Linked DNA regions of Muntiacus reevesi: regions 1 and 2 are each linked to region 3. Evidence: chromatin contacts called from public Hi-C data. All regions are on one chromosome and are shown on one strand. The core of a region is the stretch at or near the end of the contact, and the rest is flanking DNA. Distances in the headings are between cores, read along the strand shown. Region 1 holds the start of CBX7 (chromobox 7). Region 2 holds the start of CBX6 (chromobox 6). Region 3 holds the start of LOC136174278 (mitochondrial ribosome and complex I assembly factor AltMIEF1).

What was found. A called contact is a pair of places that touch in the nucleus more often than the background predicts.
Region 1: a contact with region 3 is called in a Hi-C map of muscle, with 5 times the contacts expected there. The contact joins the promoter of CBX7 here to the promoter of LOC136174278 in region 3. A contact is called at or near these places in 2 of 3 Hi-C or Micro-C datasets (blood and muscle).
Region 2: a contact with region 3 is called in a Hi-C map of blood, with 4 times the contacts expected there. The contact joins the promoter of CBX6 here to the promoter of LOC136174278 in region 3. A contact is called at or near these places in 2 of 3 Hi-C or Micro-C datasets (blood and muscle).

The regions. Positions count from the first base shown.
Region 1 is chr1:54,187,285-54,190,786 of mMunRee1.1, forward strand. It overlaps CBX7 (chromobox 7), which reads right to left and starts at 1,889. Exons shown (of 6, transcript XM_065944124.1): 1 at 1,638-1,889. The coding sequence starts at 1,706. The region is part of intron 2 of LOC136174190 (a long non-coding RNA gene); the gene reads left to right.
Region 2 is chr1:54,053,111-54,056,763 of mMunRee1.1, forward strand. CBX6 (chromobox 6) reads right to left here and starts at 1,862. Exons shown (of 5, transcript XM_065944029.1): 1 at 1,735-1,862; 2 at 562-605; 3 at 333-398; 4 at 123-189. The coding sequence starts at 1,758.
Region 3 is chr1:54,501,669-54,505,267 of mMunRee1.1, forward strand. It overlaps LOC136174278 (mitochondrial ribosome and complex I assembly factor AltMIEF1), which reads left to right and starts at 1,258. Exons shown (of 3, transcript XM_065944318.1): 1 at 1,258-1,402.

The DNA of each region.
Region 1 (3,502 bases), core at 639-3,138, 310 kb before region 3:
CAGGAGTGAGAAAATAAGAGCCAGGTTCCTCCCTTCCGCACAGGTAATAGGGGCCTTTAAGAGTTCCCAGTCCAACCCCATCTGACAGGTGATACCCCTCCACACTAGAACTTTAAGACCAAGATAATGTCATCTCCTCAAAGAGGCCTGCCCTGGCCACCCTCCCTCCCACCTTACAGTTCTCTTTCTGTGTGGTACACAACCCCAGTGGAAAGCATCTGTTTACTTCCTCTTTTGCTGCCGGTCTCCTCTACCAGTATGCCAGCTCCACAAAGGCTGGAGCTCCCTCCCCTGGCACTTAGACTGGTGCCTGGTATATAAGAGGTCCTCAAAATTTTGAATGAATGTGAAAGGAACAGTGCTCCTCACTCTCTGGCGCTACTTTCTCAGGCCCCATGTAGAAAGGGGTAATTAATGTATGAGTTTAGGCTACACTGCATGGAAAGCATTGGGTTTTGACGAACAAATTCAAATTGAGGAAACCCTGAGGGAAGGGAGGAGAAGGGGCAGCCCCGACAAGAAGACAAAACTCAACCCCATTGGAGTTGGGGGAAGAAAGGAAAAGGTCATGGCCTACCTTGACCCTATGACCCTTAGCCCAAGATACCAGGGCTAAGTTCTCTCCCTTGAAAGATGAGTTGGCAATCAGCCAACTTGAGCTCCTGCTCTGCACTCATCTCTAACTTACTGTGTGACCTTGATCAGGTCACTTCCCCAGCCCGGGCCTCAGTTTGTGCCTCCGTCAAATGGGAGGAAGTGAACTACCAGCCCTGCCGCTAGAGCCTCCCAAGGGGCGGCAGGGAGGAGATAAAAGGACAGTGGTTTTAAGTGTTGGGACAGGAAATTTCCCCAAAGCCTTCCACTCCCAACTTCCAGCCTGGGGCCAGACTACTTTGCAAACGTGTGCACCGGAAATGGGCACGGCCAAAGTCCAGGCCCGAGGAGCGGGGACCGAACCCAGCAGAACAGATGCCTCCTTAAATCGCCGGGTGTATGTTTTGGAGGCGAAGGCAAAGGGGGAGGAGCTTTGAGGATGCCGAAGCGCCGTAGGCGGCTTCACTGAGCCGCCGGGCGGGGCTGGGAGTCGGGGAGGGGAAGACTGAGGGGGTGTGCGCTGGAAGAGGGGGAGAGACGCGGAGGTGGGGGTGTGGAGGGGATCGGAAAAGGTCGAAGTCCAGCAGTTAAACTTAAGAGACGGGAGGAGGCTTTTCCAAAGCTCCTCCTCCAACTTCAAAGGACTTGGCACCAAGAGTACAGAGTCCTGAGTTCGAGACCCAGCTCCGATGCGAACACACGAGGCAAGCTATTTCTTCAACTTGGGCCTCAGTCTCCCCATATTTAATGAGAGGAGGATGAGAAAGGATAGCGTTCGGGGTTCCTCCAGTCCGATCTTTATCTCCGGCTTTGGCTGGCTTAGCTGCCCCCAGCATCCTGGGGCGACAACTTTTAATTCTACTCTCCCTACAAAGTGGCGGGGGAAACTGAGGCACGGGCTGGGGATACGGGCCCGGCAGCGCGGGGCTGCCTGGGTCCCCCCGCCCCCACTTTCTCCTTCGCCTCCAGGGTAGAGGGGACAGTACTGGGGACAGAAGGGGACCCCACAGGGGTCCTGGGAGCCGCCCCCCGGGCAGCCTCACCTTCCGCACGCGCTTCTTCCGGATGCTCTCTACGGCGAACACCTGCTCGCCGATGGCTGACAGCTCCATGCGGGGCGGCGGGCGAGCGGGCCCGGGGCCGGGCCGGGCCGGGGGCGGAGCTGCGGGGCCGCGGCTGCGGCGCGCGATGCTCGGGCCGGCGGGGTCCCCGTCACCCTCGCCCGGGCGCGCACGCGCACGCGCACGCGCGCACACCCCCTCGCGCTCCCTCACGCCGCCGACGTTCCATTTTTGAACCTGCGCAACGTTTTCCTCGGCGCGAGCGAGCCGGCGGGCGAGCGCGCAGGGCGGGGGCGGGGGCGGGGCGGGGCGGGGCGGAGCGGGGGCTCGGCTCTCGTCTAGCCGGCCACGCCCCTCCATGGCTCCGCCCCCGATTGGGCCCGCCCCCTCTGGAGGTCCGCCCCCGGGCCTCGCGTTTGGCGTCTCTCTGCAAAGCCGGCGGCCCGCGGGACTTATTTGGCGCGGGTTCCTATAGGAGAGGGTGTTGGACGAAATACTAATACCCAGGAGTGTTTTCTAAAGTGCTCCCGGTGACTCTGAGGGTCTGGAAACGGCCTAGCCAGGGTTGGGCATATGAGAACCCGGGGGAGAGCGGTGAGGCCATTTGCCTCGCCTCTCACAAAGAATAGACGCGATCGCTCCGCGGACCCTCGGGTGTCAGGAGGGCGGGGACCGCCAAGGTTTCTCAACCTGTCAGGGCGTCTCAGTACCACGGTCTCTCTGGATCCGGGCTCGGGAGCTGCGTGGTTTGCCAGTTCTGAGCAGGCGCCTCTGCGTCCATCCTTAACGTCCGTCTGTCCATCCGGGCGGCTGTGCTGAGACGCCGGGTCCCCACGCGGCCGCTGCCTCAAGGCCCCCCGCCAGGCAATACTTGGTGGCAGGTCTGGCCGCGGCGAATCCAAGGTGTGCAGCGGGACGGATTTTGACGCCATGCAGCCCCAAGTCCCCATTCACGCTCACTTGACACTCTGTACGTAGTAGGTGTTCGACTCTGTGGAATGAATGGATCTTGAGGTCTCAGACAAATCCATTCATTATCCCCATCCACTCCAACACCGTTCTGTGCCCCACGGCGCCAGCTTTCGTCCTCACTAGGAACCCGAGTCATCCGTGCCCCTTGGGCTCCCAACCGCCTGCCTGCATTGACCCGCCAAGTCCTGCTTCTCTGACCCCCTCCCCTCCACACCCCTTGTCCTTTCTCTGGACTGCAGCAACCGCCTTCTCACTTCTCAATGTCCTCCAAGCCCGAGTCCACAGTGCCACAGTGCGCTTTCTAGAATGCAGATCTGACTGGATCACCCTAGTGCTTTAAAACCTTCCCTAGCTCCCTGTGCTCCTCAGAATAAAGTCCAGGCGTCCGGGGTAGGAAAAGAGAAAAGAAAAATAAATGATTTGCACGGACTTTTTATGAGGAGCAACAGGAGAGGCGAGGATCCCGAAGGCAGTAAAATGATAATCCAAAGCACTGAAAGAAAAATAACCGTCATCCTAGAAACTGAGTGAAATTTCATTTCAAGATTTATGTACCCAGTGAAAATGTCTTTCCAGAACAAGGAGAAATAATAACATTTACAAATACAAAAACTAAGACTTTGCCAGTAGCAGACCCTCCCTAAAGGAAATTCCAACGGAAGAACTTCAGGCTGGAGGAAGATGATCACAGACAGAGGTCTGATGCAACAGAGAATAAAGAACAATGAAGAACATTGATATTACAATAACAATGTCTTCTGGATAAAAATAGAACTAAAATACACAACAATGGCATAGAACTTGGGTAAATGGATTAAAGTGTTCCAAGATCTTTCTATTCCTCAGGAGGAAAACGAAAATAGATAGCAAATATA
Region 2 (3,653 bases), core at 612-3,111, 450 kb before region 3:
GGGGCCCCCTCTAGAAAGGCCCGCCCGCCTGGGCGGCCGCGGATCTGTCCCTCCCCTGCAGGCCCCGTGTTGCGCCCAGGCTAGGGGCCCGAGAGGGGGCTGCTGGGGCTGGGCCAGGTTACCTTCAGGAGGAAAGTTTTGGGTTTGGGTCCCCTCTTCTTGGGCCCATACAGCTCACGCTCCCGCTCCCTGCGGCCGAGAAACACCCGAGGTTAAAAACGATCCCCTTCCCGGGCCCCACTCCGCGCTGCCCTCCCCGGCCCTCCCGCTTCCCCGCACGGCGCCCCAGCCGAGCCTCGGCCCCGCCGCCCCTGCCAGCTTCCCAAACTCACTTCTGTTCGAAGGCTGCAATGAGCCGAGAGTCCAGGATGTTCTCTTCGGGCTCCCAAGTGCTGTACCTGCCGAGTTATACATGCACAAAATAAAAAACAAAACCAGAGAGGCAGAGGCACATGCGAGTGAGCAAATGTGCGCACCCCCCCAAGGTAAAAAAAAAAAAAAAAAGGCCCCGGTGTCTGCTGCCTCCCTTCCCCCCTCGCTCCTGGATCCCGTGACACTCACTTGATGGCCCACCCCTTCCATTTCACCAGGTACTCGATGCGTCCCTGAAAAAGAGAAGGAAAAAAAGGGGAGAGTGGGGGTGGGGAAGATGCGGGGACGCGAGGAGGCGACGGCGCGGGGGTGGGCGAGAGAGCCCGGGTTAGCGGGACCGCTTCGCCTAGCTGGCCCACGGACTCGGGCCTCGGCTGCGGGGCGAGGCTTCCAGCCCTGGGAGGCGGCTCACCTTTCGGATCCGCCGTTTGATGATAGATTCGGCCGCGAAGACCCGCTCGCCCACTGCAGACAGCTCCATCTTGCTCAGCGGCACCCACAGCCCATAATACTCCCTGCTCCCGCGGCCGGTGCTGCACCGCTCGCGCACGCGCCGCAGCGCTCAGGCTCGGCGGGCGGGCGCGCGGCAGGGCGCGCGCTCGCGTTCCAGCTGCGGGCCGTCACGTGACCCTCCGGGCTGGTGCGCCGTTGCCAGGACCTCCTCCTCCCCCGGGGCGGTTGCTAGGGAAAGTGAGCGCACGCGGGGCCGGGGCGCGCGCTGGCTCTTAAAGGGGCCTAGCCTGACTCGGGGAGCCGCGGCCCCGAAGTCCGGGAAGGAGATGCTTGGCCTGCGGGAAGCCGGGTTGCGGACAGTGCAGTCTTACAAACACTTTCTCATTCTCCCCTCCATCTTCCTGGCCCCCGACCGCTGACTACCTCTCCCTCTTAACCCTTCCTTACAAGTCACTCCTAGGCCCTGGGCGGGGAAGCGGGGTGGAATTTCTACAGTCGCTGCTCAACCTCCCAGCAGAAGTTTGCAAACAGTTAAATATGATACAGCAGAAATGCATTTGCTGTTGCCTTGCCAGGCCCTGCGGGAATTTCTTTAAAACACTGCTCCCCCCCCTCCATTATTTATGTATTCGTGGGAGTATGGTTTTGTAACCAGTTCAGATGAATTAAAACAAAAACGCCACCGCAGGAAAGGGTGGGGGGAGGCGGTGAATGGGGCCAAGGAAGGTCGGGGTGATCCCTTGGATTTGTTTTCGGCCGGGGTCTTGGGCGGGCACCTGCCTTCACCGGGAGGGAGGTCGGGTGAAGACGCAGTGAGCAAGATGTGGCGGTGGTTGGGTGGGGGGGGGGGCGGGGGGGCGGCGGTCCAGGGAGGAGAGGCCGCGGGGTGACTACAGGCTTCCCACGTACCAGATTGGGCCCGAAGCGGGTCATCCTTGGGTCACTCGGCAAAAGCCGCCATCGCGGTCAGGTCTGTCTGTTTTCTGATTCTCAGGCCCCCTGGCCGCGTCACCCTCTTGCCGCCTACAGTTCCTCTAATGGTTCCGCCATTGCTAACGGGGAGACCACAGCCCAGCTTCCTATTTGGGGAGGGAACGGGAGACTTCGGCTGTCCTGGAAGGGGCATAACGTAGTCCTGCCGCACAAACCGCGCCATTTCTTTTATTTTGAATTATCTAAACTTTATTTTTAAAAAAGAACACCAACAGCCCTGTTCTTTGCAAATTTTTTTAAGTAAGAAAGAAAAGGAACTGTCTATAATCTCCATCCAACCGTTAACCTCTTCATGGATCTTCTTCCCGCCTCTGTCCTATGCCTAATAAACACACGTACCTATGCTTTGTACGTTATATACATGTAGTATAGATGTGTATTTAAATACTTTCTTTTCAGCAGAACGGGCCGCATTGTTCACACTAGCTGGAATCCACTTTTCTCCGTTAATGATACAAAGCGGACCTTTTTTGGTGTCATTGAGTACACATTTCCCAATCGTTTGTTTGTTGTGGCACGGAGTCGGAGGTGGAGAGGGCTGGGGATGTGGTTCCGATCAGGGCTGTCTCTTGCTCTCATTATTTATTTGTTGGAAAAGAAGATTTTTACGTGTCCTGTGGTGCAACCCCAATTCTTGTGGTTTCAAGTCAACCACGTCAAAATTTCTGTTTCTCATCCTTACCAGCCTGCTAATTTGTCCAATTATTACCTTGGGCGAAATCCCCCTCCTCTCTTAAAGTCCACATGCTCATGAGAAATAGCTATTTGCTGTCCAGCCCAAAGTGGGCTTCTGTGTAAATATAGAAGTGCCCTCCTGGGGGTGGTGGCGGTGGTTGGACAGGTGAGCTATGTGGATATGAATGTGTGTGTGTTCTCAGGCTGCAGAACACAGACAGCTGGATGAAGCCGGTAAGCATTAACCCATTTGTTGGTTCTTTCAGCAGCTCTTGTGAGTCCTTTTTAAGGCTTTGTGTTCAACAGTCAGAAACAGCGGTGCCCAGGCTTGAGAAGCTCTGAGGTGAGAAAGGCATCTGCTATGCAGTGTGATCAGTGCTGGAATAAAGATGTATTCATTTCTTATGGCTGCTGTCACATTACCACAGGCTAGTGGTTTGAAATAACACAAACGTTTTATCTTACAGTTCTGGAGGTCAGAAGGTCCAGATTGGTGTCTTTGGGCTCTAGGGAGAGAATCCATCCTTGCTTCTTCCAGCTTCTAGAAGCTGCTGGCATTCCTTGGCTCACTCTAATATTTACTTTTGCCTTCCCTTGACTGACTGACCACCTCCTCTGATAAAGATCTTTGTGATGACATTGGGCCCACCCAAATAATCAAGGACAATTTCCCTTCTTGACATATCTTACCTTAATTGTATCTGCTGAGTCCTTTTCACCATAGAGTTACATATTATGTAAAGTATATAAGGTGTCATATTCATAGGTTCTGGAGATTAGAATGTGGACATATTTGGTGGGTGGGGCCTTATTCAACTTACTACAAAAGGTATGTTTAAGATGCCCTGGGAGTCTAGATATATTAGTCAAGGCTCACCAGAGAAACAGAACCAACAGCATGTATATAGAGATACATAAGAAGACTTCCCTGGCGGCTCAGAAGGTAAAGCGTCTGCCTACATGGGGTCGCAAAGAGTCAGACATGACTGAGAGACTTCACACTCATTCAGAGATACCTAAGAGGAGATTTCTTATAGGAATTGGCTTTATGATTATGGAACCCCAAGAAGTCTGCTGTCTGCAAACAGGAGAACCAGGAAAGCCAGTAGTGACAGGCCTGAGAACCAGGGGGCTACTGGGATAAGTCCCCAAGTCTGAGG
Region 3 (3,599 bases), core at 8-2,507:
CTGTCTGACTCTTTGCGACTCCATGGGCTGCAGTACACCAGGCTTCCCTGTCCTTCACTATCTCCTGGAGTTTACTCACACTCCTGTCCATTGAGTCAGTGATGCCATCCAACCATCTCATCCTCTGTTGCCTCTTCTCCTCCTGACCTCAATCTTTCCCAGCATCAGGGTCTTTTCCAGTGAGTCAGCTCTTCGAATGAGGTGGGCAAAGTACTGGAGCTTCAGCTTCAGCATCCGTCCTTCCAATGAATATTCAGGGTTGATTTTCTTTAGGATTGACGTTAGAGACCCCAAACAAAGATTTGTGCAAGAATAATTGGATGGGTGGGCAACCGCTCTGTGGGTGCCCACCCCTTCCTGCTAGATGGCTGACAGACAGATTCCATAGGGATATGGCTCCTGCCCTCAAATCTGATGACAGACAAAAAGTAATGACGAAATTAAAAAACAGTGCCTAGTAAATAACAGGCTCCAATAAACATGTTTCTGGACTTGCCTGGTGGTCCAGTGGCTAAGATTCTGCACTCCTAATGCAGGGGGCCCAGATTCCATTCTTGGTTAGGGAATTAGATCTCACAAGTCACAACTAACAGTTCGCATGCCACAACAAAGATCCTGAGAGCCCCAACTAAGACCCAGATTAGTCAAAAAAAAAAAAAAAAACCCAAACAACACATTTCCTTGAAGGAGTGAAGCCCTAACTGGGATGTGCAAACAGTTCTATGGGACCCAAAAGAGACACCTAGGTGTGTTGGATGAGGGGCACGGAATGAGCTGGATAAGACTTCTAGAGGGGAGGTTTGAGGAGGACCTTGAACAGTAGGTCTTTGACAGTCGAGCGGTAACAGCATGGAAGGATAAAATGAGAGCAATCTGGAAGAGCTTTAAAAGCCACGATAGGGAACATTGTTAGTGCTAAACCTCCCCAGGGACCCTCCACGGCTCCAGCCGGAGATCAGCAGTGTTGAGGCCTGACAGGTTACAGAGCTGAAAGCAGGTTGGGGGACCACCCCGCACAACGGCTGATCCCCGCTTTCCCCCTCTCTCCCACCGGATCACTTGTCCGCGGCCCTCTGGGGCCCTCTGGGCGGGGTCCAAATGGCCTGGCCAGGCCCATCCTTAGGTGACGTCACGTACAGAGGCGGGACTCAGGACTGTGGGGCGGGGCCCCGAGAGGGGGCGGGGCCCAACGTGGCTCCTGGCCCCACCCCGAGAGGCCTAGGCTGGGGAGACCGGAAGTCCTCCTGCCACCGTCGGCCTCCCGGATCCCTTCGGTTCCTCCTCTCAGCTCCGGGCGCAAGGTCGTGGCCCGGAAGTAAAGGGGCCATGTTGGTGGGTGACCCCAGGAGAGGTACCGGGCGAGAGGCGAATCTCGAGTAGAGGAAGTGCGCGAGGTCCTCAGGTGAGTGGGGGGAGGAGTGAAGGCCGGGGTTGGGGGTTCGCCACGCCTTCTCTCAGGGTTGCTGTCTAAGTCCCCAGCCCGGCCGGGGCCCACACTATCGCCTGACCACCGGGGGTCTCGCCCCAGCCTGCCCTGGGTTTTCCCTGGAGGCCGCTCCGGGGCCCCGCCCCAACCTCCGGAGCTCTCCCGGGGCCCCAGAGCCGACCTGCCCCAGCCTCAGGGTCTCTCCACCCCGGTTCGGTGCGATCCCCCCAGGTAGGGGGAGGACCTGGGGACCCTCCAGGCCCCAGCCGCCCATTCGCCGGTCGACCTTGTAACAACTCTTGCATGGCAGTCGCCTCCTACTTCGTAAAACACTTTTCTGTTAATTTCTGGATTCATCTGTCCCGCTCAGGGAGACCCTTGGCGCCGAGGGGCGCTCTTCTGCAGTTGAGGGTAAAGGGACGGGGACGGTGGCTTGCTCACGCTCGCGCAGCAAGGCCGGAAGCTGACGGTAGCTGACTTTGGGCCCAAAGTCCAGACCTTTTTACCAGTCAGCTACCTCTCCCGTTCAGTCTCATTTTTTTATTTCAGAAAGAGGAGTGATCATTTTTTCCACACAGGGACGTTGTGAGCGTCCTTCGTTTATTTTTTGAGCCCTCGGTATGTGCCAGGCGCTGAACTGGGAAAGTTTGTACAGCACGTAGAAGTGCTGTATGCGTGGTACGATCCCAGCAAACGGTAGTTTTCATTCCACAGGCAGGCAGAGTGGGGTCGGAAGTGCATCCCCCTTTACAGCCCTACCTGTGGGTGAGTTCCTTCTCTCTGGGAGCATCAGTTTCCTCCACTTAAAATGGGGATACTGGTGACACTAGAATTGTTGATGGAATGAGATGTAACGTGGGACCTGCTTGGCCAGTACTTGGCGAGTAAACACTCAATAAACATTAACCATTGTTGTTATGAACCCTGTCCACTTCATAAATTCCTCAGTTTAAATGTGATAATGGATGACAAAGCACTTTACAAATGGTAACACTCCGTGGTTCTGTAAGGGTTTATTGTTACTGAAGGTAGATGATGGTGGTTTATGTGTAACTAAATCTGATACTTATTGAGCACTTACAAACACACAAGGGGAGGTAGCATTAATCATAGCTGCCCCAATAGATGGCTTGGCATATGCTGAGTGCTATTCTTTTTTTTTTTTTTTGAGTGCTATTCTAACCACGTTTAATCCTCATACTAACCATATGGAAAATACAGTTTTAATCCTCATTTTACAAATGAGGAACTAAGGTAAGCCCACCGAGGTCAAGAAACTTGCCCAGGGTAATCAGCTTTCTAAGTGTTGGTGCTAGGATTCAAGTATGACTGAGGCCCCTTGTGGTGAAGTTATATTACGCTTCTTCCCTGGTGATTCAGATGGTAAAGAATCTGCCTGCACTGCAGGAGACCGGGGTTCAACCCCTGGGTCGGGAAGATCCCCTGGAGGAAGAAATGGCAACCCACTCCAGTTGCCTAGAGAATGCCATGGACAGAGGAGCCTGGCAGGCTACAGTCCATGGGGTCACAAAGAGATGGACATGACTGAGCAACTAATACTTTTAACTTTCTTTCACTTTACGTGGGATGTCTCAGGCAAGTTTCAAAATAACCCTGTGGGGTAAATACTATTAGCCTAAAACTACATAGCAGTATATAAATGTAGATAGCGTTATCTCTATTTTACAAGAGAGGAAACTGATGCCCAGAGCGGTTATGTACTTTGCCCAAAATGATATGGCAGGTAAGTGGCAGAGCCCAGATTCAAGCCCAGGTAGTCCAGCTTCCAGTCCCTGACCTTTCAGCGTAACTGGTAGTTTTCCAGGAGGAGTCTGTAGGCTGGGATCTAGTCCTGGCCCTGCCACTAAGTCACAGTGTGACCTTGAGGGGGTCTCTGAGACCTGGATTAAGAACTACAGAATTACTGGTGACTCAGATGGTGAAGAATCTGCCTGCAACACGGGAGACCTGGGTTCAATCCCTGGGTCAAGAAGATCCCCTGGAGAAGGGAATGGCTACCCATGCCAGTATTCTTACTGCAGAAACAGACACGACTGAGCAACTAACACTTTCACATTTCACTTTCATAGGCCCTTCTGGGCTTACCTGGTGGCTCAGTGGTAAAGAATCCACCTGCCAATGCAGGAAATGTGGGTTCGATCCCTGGGTGGGG